Regions from separate parts of the Mus musculus genome. Here region 1 is linked to region 2. Evidence: chromatin contacts called from public HiChIP or PLAC-seq data. All regions are on one chromosome and are shown on one strand. The core of a region is the stretch at or near the end of the contact, and the rest is flanking DNA. Distances in the headings are between cores, read along the strand shown.

What was found. HiChIP or PLAC-seq counts read pairs in DNA pulled down with a chosen protein or histone mark.
Region 1: a contact with region 2 is called in an H3K4me3 HiChIP or PLAC-seq map of embryonic limb bud, with 5 times the contacts expected there. The contact joins two enhancer-like sites. A contact is called at or near these places in 5 of 115 datasets of contacts at active chromatin or transcription factors (cardiomyocytes, embryonic basal ganglia, embryonic hindbrain and 2 more).

What each region holds. Positions count from the first base shown.
Region 1 is chr2:169,788,316-169,792,199 of GRCm38.p6, forward strand. All of the region lies in intron 1 of Tshz2 (teashirt zinc finger family member 2), which reads left to right. Among named protein-coding and RNA genes, the nearest start is that of Gm34344, 120 kb to the left of the region's middle. Within about 2 kb of position 2,301, at least 160 of the 459 cell types and tissues checked have an H3K27ac peak or open chromatin away from gene starts, as enhancers often do. A contact at or near this core is called in embryonic limb bud, where this site is marked.
Region 2 is chr2:169,006,966-169,010,740 of GRCm38.p6, forward strand. No RefSeq gene overlaps it. Among named protein-coding and RNA genes, the nearest start is that of Gm33622, 28 kb to the left of the region's middle. Within about 2 kb of position 1,501, at least 27 of the 459 cell types and tissues checked have an H3K27ac peak or open chromatin away from gene starts, as enhancers often do. A contact at or near this core is called in embryonic limb bud, where this site is marked.

The DNA of each region.
Region 1 (3,884 bases), core at 1,051-3,550, 780 kb after region 2:
GCTCATGCTTAATAAATCATAATTTAATAATTTTCAGAGCATGAAAACAGTCATTTCATGATATCATTGGAAATGAGATGTGTGGTTCTGATTGCTATCTTTCACTAGCATTAAAGTGATTTATCTGAAATTGAGGAGTGTGTTTGTTTGTGTGTGTGGTGTGTATGTAGTCTATGTGTAGTGTACGTGTGTGGTGTAGTGTGTATGTGTGTGATGTGTGAGTCTGCATGTGTGTGGAGTGTGTATGTGTGTGGTGTGTGTGTGCATGTGTATGTATATGTGTAGTGTGTCTCTCTGTGGTGTGTGTGGTGTATATGTGTGTGGTATGTGTGTGTATGTGTGGTATATATGTGTGTGGTATATGTGTGTATGTGTGGTGTGTGTGTGGTGTATATATGTGTGTGGTATGTATGTGTATGTGTGTATATGTGTAGTGTGTCTCTTTATGTGATTGTGTGTGTGTATGTGTGTGTGGTGTGTCTCTGTGTGATGTGTGTGTGATGTGTGTGGTGTGTGTGTGTCTGTGTGTATGGTGTGTATATGTGTGGTGTGAGTGTATGTATATATGCGTAGTTTGTCTCTCTATGTGGTGTGTGTGGTGTGTATATGTGTAGTGTGTCTCTCTGTGCAGTGTGTGTGTATGTGTGTGTGTAGTATGTTTCTCTGTGGGGTGTGTATGTGGTGTGTCTCTCTGTGGTGTGTGTATGTGTGTGTGTGTGTGTGTGTGTGTAGTGTGTCTCTCTGTGTGGTGTGTGTGTATATATACAGTATACATGAATGCATATGCATGTGGAGGCCAGAGATCAAAACCCGGTACCTTCCTCAATGACTCTACCTTATTGACTGAGGGAGAGTCTCTCACTGATCCTGGACTGAGTCCCAGAGATCTGCATGCCTTTGTTTCACAAGAGATCAGAGGTGTGTGCCACCAATGCCCATGGCTCTGGAGATCCAAACAGGGTCTTCTGCTTACACGGCAAGCAGTTTGATGGCAGAGCTATCTCCCCGGCCCCTGTGAATCATTTTGCCTGCTTTAAGCCTACTTCCCTCTGCGGTATCCAGTTCTGTCCCATCTATACAGAAGATACATGCAAAACAAATGGCAACTGGACTTTTTGGTTGTTACAAAGCTTAAATAGAAATGTTTGTGAAAACCTGGGAAAGTTAGTGTATCTTTGGGACAATCTTTGAGCATTTTTCTATATCAGACTGCTTAGCATGCCAACTTCAACTCATCCCTGGAACATAATCTTTTCTAGGTTGTTTGATTTCAGATTTTTAAGATAAGGGTTCTCAATTGGGGCAACTGTTTCGCAGTGGATGTCCAGAGACACCCAGGGAAATTTTTTCTTGGTCTCACTGGTGTGAAGTGCTTTCAGGTCTCAGTGGGTGGAAACCAGGGTGCCTACTCAACATGTCACCTACCCTATCCCAGGTGATGACACACCGATTCTTAGACATCCCACATAGGAATAAACTACTTGTCTGTGTCTTAATTTTCTGTTGTGAGTTTAGCACAAAAGTATAAGCCCAACTGTTCAGTATCAGTCAGATGTGGCTGAGTTTGTCTTTTCCAGTCAGAGCCTCGAGTGTATAGAAATGATACAGCTTGATAATGGATGGTTTTGAATTTAACATGTGTGGATGATGGGATGAGAAGAGGGTGGGAAAATGAGGAGAAAGGTAGGGAAGCCATTCCTGCGCCTCCCCATGACTGTCATCGCATGAGACCTTGCTGTTCTTCAGGTGACAATCTCTGTGAAGTGGGAATACCGGGGAGAGCAGCCATTGGGAATGTTATTGTCTTCCCTTGGGAGCTGTGTAAAACTGGCTACTTTGTGCTTAGCAAACAAATCTCTGACTTGACTCACTTCTCCCCCCCCATACCCCTCACCCCCCAGGCCCCCAACCCACCCCCAACCCCAACCCCTCCCCACCCCGGTGAGACTCCTAAGGAGAATAGAATCTCACAGGGTGAGATTCACCCTTCCCTCCCTCAGGCGCCAACAGAGGTGAACACTTGGTCCATGCCCTGTGTGCTACAAAGACCTCAGCCATGCCCGCACACGGTGTGGCCCACTGGATGCCAGCTTCTCTCCAGACACTATTCCTCTTGTTTTGATCTGATTTTTTTTTTTCCTTTCCTAAGTTCAAACTTTTCCCGTCTCCTTTCCCATCTGTCTGGGAGGCAAAACTGATTCCTGACAATGTTCTGGTCAGCTCTTTTAGATTTTTTCCCCCTTTGGGGGGAGAAAAGTTGATTTCCTGTTCTAGTGAGCCATACATCACTGACATCTCAGTCTGTGCTGCTTGTCTGTGACAGAATGACAGGTGTCATTTATCACTGGGGCTTGCGGAAGCTGTGGGAAGAGCGATTGAATTTTTTTTCTTTCTTTCTTTCTTTTTTTTTTTTTCCTGGGCTGCCAGATCATTAAAAAGGGGGCTTTCCAAAGAAAGCTGTGTGTAACCCGAGTGCACTTACTGTCAGCGGAAACCTGGGAGAAGGGAGAAAGCAAAGGGGCGGAGAGAAAGGGAGGGAGGGCGGATAGGAGGAGCCAGTGCCAGTAGCTGTGCCGCTTGCCCTGGCTCAGCTCTTGCCGGTGCATGCTAAGTAAGGCCTTAAGAGATTTCCGCCTGGCAGGGGTGCCAAGGAGGAAACTGGAACAGGAAACCTCTTTGATACTCCTGCTATGCATCCCTCGCCTGAGGGTGGGGAGACACGTTCTGTACTGGATGGGGCTGGACTTGAAGTAAGATCTGCACAGAGGGCAGGCAGGAAAACCTATCTGAACTAGAGGAAAGGACTCTGTAAATCACAAGTGGAAACCGAGACCTGCTGGCAGGCTCGTCCCCCAAGGAGACATTTACAGCATCCTGTTTGCAGAAGCGCACTCGGAAAGTGCCCAAGTATATCTTCTAAGTGCATCTCTCCTTTTGGCACCATCTCTACCACCAAATGGCTCCAGGGACCAGGAAACAGACTCCTGGCTTATCAGGTTTTTTTGTTGTTTCTTTTTTCTTCCCGAAATGGGAAACTTCCCTTCTCCTGCCCCCATGGATGGTATCAAAGCGATAAAAACAAGTTACTCTCTAGTGCTAACTTTGTGCTATTTTAAGTAACTTCTTTTTATCTTATTGTTTTTACATTACAGTGTGTGTGTGTATGTGTTTGTATGTGCGTGCATGTGTGTGTGTGTGTGTGTGTTTGTGTGTGTGTGTGAGCACACTTATAGAGGTTAGAAAACAACATTCAGTATACAAAGTAGGCACTGGGGATTTGATCTCAGGTCATCAGGCTTGGCTGCAAGCGCCTTTACCCTATAAACCATCTTGCCAACTCTTCTGTGTCTCAGTTTAACCTTCACTACCATTCTCAGATGGCTGGCTTCTTTACTTTTAGCAGGTGGCACTGATATTCAGGGCTGTGCAGTTCCAAACCGCAAGGTGTCCTCTGTGGCCAGGTTGGGCTTCAAAGTCAGGCTGTTTAGTTCTGGGGCCTCTGCTCTTAGCCAAAGAGTCATTGCGCAGTAAGGCCTTTGTGAGTGTTTGTAAGTCTGGGATGAGCATCTGGCCATTTTGAAATTAGGAAGTTTCAGGCTTAGGTATGACCCAGAATTGGGCAGCCGACAGGAGCCAGGTCATCAAGTGCAAACCCATAGCTGAGGAGCCAGAATAAATTCCACATAGTTTAAATAATGATATAATAATAATAATAATAATAATAATAATAATAATAATAATAATAGTGTTAAGGAAGTCTGTTTTCTGTCTTTTATAAAACCCTGCATGTAGTTTCGATTTCACCTCCTCTCCCAGAAAGCCTGAAGGGTTTATTAGTTGACCCCTGACCCAAAATAAAATCAACCACAGAGCAAACTAAAGAA
Region 2 (3,775 bases), core at 251-2,750:
CTGCCATTATGCCTGCAGCTCCCGGCCATGCCTCCTGCCACAATGGTTTTAACCCTGTGGAACCATGGGCTCAATTTTAAATCTTTCCAATCTAGAGTTACCTTGGTCATGGTGGTTTATTACAGCCATGGGGAAGGAGTAGTTTCTATCCCATTTCCTGTCTCTCAGGAGCCAGGAGAAGAGGGACCTGAACAAGAGAGAGAGAAAGAGAGGAGAGGCTGTGGAGATCTCGAGGACAGATTCAGCTAGCCATGACATGCTGTCTGTGTTGTGGTAGTAATGTTCTGAAAATAATCGTTTTTGTTGTTGATAAAGCCTTCTGTAAAATTTCATGCTGAAGATCCCAGGAGTGAGCATCCAGTTCCCCTCATAGTAGTAGAGAGATGCCTCGAAACACACACACACACACACACACACACACACACACACACTCGTGCCAGCAAACCACTCTGGGAAGCCTTTTTTGATAATCTAAAATATCTTTTAACCAGTTTAAAAAAAGTGAGCCTTTGGGTTCATCTTTTGAAAAACAATCGATTTTATATTTAAGCTCGTCTCTGTGTGCGAGCCCAGTAGGCCTTGTGTCCATTCCCTGGTTATGCCATGGTTGGATTCTAAATGGTACATACACTTCACCAGACTTGAAAACTGGTGTCACTCACTCAGGGGTCCTCCGGACTGACCTCCAATCAGCTCCCTTCATTTTGGAGACAGTATTCCCCACTGGTGACTTGTATCGGTACTTCTTTCTCTTATCCAGTTCCCCATAGGCGCATGCAAATCATGTTGGATTTGACCTAGTAGCCACATTCTAATTTGCTGGCGTGATGTGGTACGTAACTCAGATGGACTTTAAGACTCATCAGAAGGCCTTGCTGTGCAATTGGAAGTCAGACTGTCCTTTATGGATGGCCTCGTGCATGGCTGATCTAAAATGTGCTCCCACCCATCGGAAATCCTCATACTATTTTCCTTTCATTAGAGGAGAAAAACAGAATTCAGCTGGACATACACACTGAAATGAGATCCTTAAATAAACAGTCCGGGGCTTAATAATTTATGGGAAGATGCAAGGGGAAATGAGGAAAAGAATAGAATCAGAGTAGACAAACACCACGTCCCTTTGAACTGTCCCACACGAATCATCAGAACTGTGTGTCTCCAATGTACAGGGCTATTAATGAGGTGGAAGGCGTTGGGGGTGGATAAATAATATATCACACGGAATCCACATCTTCTGTGGACACCGGAGACCGCTGACACCTATCAATTTGTCTTACACCAGGTGCTATGAATTCACTCTGCTTGCAGCTTGTCAATCTCTGCTTTAGGCTTAATAAATGTTGTGATTTGCTGTGTGTGCTTTTTAAAAAAGTATTGTGGTGAAATGCAAAAGTAATTACAAAAAAAAAAAAAAAATCAGCCAGACCGGTGCTGCTGGTGTGGAGGCAGCCTGCGCAGTGATGTAACTCCTCATACATCATTTCCACAGCTCTCAACCTCACAGTTTAGGGAAAGAAAAAGACCGTCGGGAAACTTCCCGTTAAAAGACTCTACACACTGATTAGGGTATCCGTGGTTGTAGATAGGAAAACATTATCATTGTTCCCGTGAGGAAGTTATGGGGAGGGATAGGAAACAGAGAGTCAGGAAGTAGGTGACAGGAAGTTAGATATCCACCCAAACAGCAAAACCGGGTTATATAGAGCTTAAAAAAAAAAAAAAGCCCTAAAATCATTAGTGGCCTAAGAGAAGTCATCGTCATTAGCCGTAGCAATGTCTACGAGAAATAAATAACAGCTGAAAACAATAAAACTCGTGGTAATGTGTGGCACTGTAATATTGATGGCAGCATGTGGGGACCGCCTGACAGCTGTTAAACAGATGTGGCAATTAGCAAACCTTATGGTCACACTGCTGAGATTAGTATGCAGCGTGTTCCCCGGCAAAATTAGCCGACTTCCTTCTTTGTGTGGCTTCCTCCGAGTGGAGCTGTACTGAGTGTGAGCCTCCATTTAGGCAGCTATAGCCTGAGCCATAGAGGCGGGTACGTGCTCGTGCGTGTGTGTGCGTGCGCATGTGTGTGCATGCGTGCGCGTGCGTGTGTGCGCAGATACTCGTATGCATTTTTTGATGTCTTCTGAAAGATTTAGAGAAACTCGGAATTTTAACAAGAACAATATCAACTCGGTGCTGCAGCAGATACTTCAATTATAATCGCTAATGGACAAATTGAGAGATAAAAAGACTTTTCTATCATGTTGAAATTCAATGAACAGTTTTCAATTAGGCTTAGGATATAAAAGGGCGGGGGTGGGGGGAAAAAGAAAGTGACTTTTCCTTGATGTTAACATTGCCGAGAAAGATGAGAGGGACTTCGGTTTTTCGTTCTGCTCAAGAGAGGCAGATAATGCTGCATATTTAAATTATAAATCAGGTCACTATCTGCCAACTTAAAGCAATATCAATTAGAACCTAGGTGGATGAGGCTTTAAAATGCCTTATATTTAATGATAAAAGCATGACTGTTAATCTCCATGGCCATCAAAGAGATAATTTAAGGTAGTAAGAAATCAGAGAATGATGTCACAAAAATAGGCCCTTGCAGCTTTTTGGACGGTATTATCGTAATTAATGTACTTCGAATGACTTTTTTTTGTGTGCGTGGGTTATGAGCTTTCAGGGAAGCCTTTACTGCAGGCATAAAATATAAAACTCGAAAGAGTGGGTTTGACTAAGGTTGACTTGGAGGGTCCTTAGCCTTTTTGCTCGGGTAATTCCTGTAAAATAATAGTTTCATTTACAGGCGCAATTTATAATGGTGGATTTATGCCAGTTCGTCGGATATAAATCATAGTAATAGCATGATCTATTGTATGTCACTTGAGTGAATACAAATTAAATATCGTTAAATTAAAGAAAAACTGTTAAAATAACATTAGGTTGTAACCGGAGCTTCTGAGATAAAGGAAGCACGGTTCCGATGAAGTTTTGCTCCGGGGGGCGGTCTGATTTAATACCAGAAAGTGTCGCTCAAAGCAGGTTTACACATGCGAATAAATATGTCAATAGATGCCGGGGGAGACAAAGCTGGAGATCCACACTAGAGTATTCTTTCACCCTAGACTCAGGGCGACCTAAAAATTAAACACCTCTTTTCAGTGGGGTTTTGTTTCCTGTGATTTTTTTTAAATCTCCTCCTCAGCAGCTGCAAACGAAGTCTCTTAATTTTCTGGTGATTGATTTTTGCTCCTGACTTGTGCCCCTGACCACCCTCTGCCCGTTTCACAAACCAATTGTCCCAGTCATTTTCAGTCACGGCCCCACCCTGTACCCAGGCCCAGGTAGCAGAAGTCAGCTCTGCAAGCCACCAGATCCCTGATGTTGCCTCTGTGGGGAGACAGCATCTGCAGGGACCCTTCCAGCCCTCACAGTCGACTGTGGATCAGGAAAGCCCGGGTCATTAATAAACAAGAGTCATTAAAATGCAACGCTCCGTGAGAGCTTCTTCCTCCCGCAAATCAGAATTCTCTTTCTTCCACTTCACGAGTTGATTACAACTCATCTTCAAAGCCAACCAGCGCCATTGTGCTGAGATAAATGAGGAGAGGAGGGTGGGGGTGGGGAGCAGGGACCCAGGAATTATGACTTTAAATCCTACATAGGAAAACTTTATACACCCCAAACCATACGGTAAGTGGGCCAGTTTCAGAAGAAATAAGTTGGATTTTGGTGTGTGTGTGTGTACGTACACACACACACACACACACACACA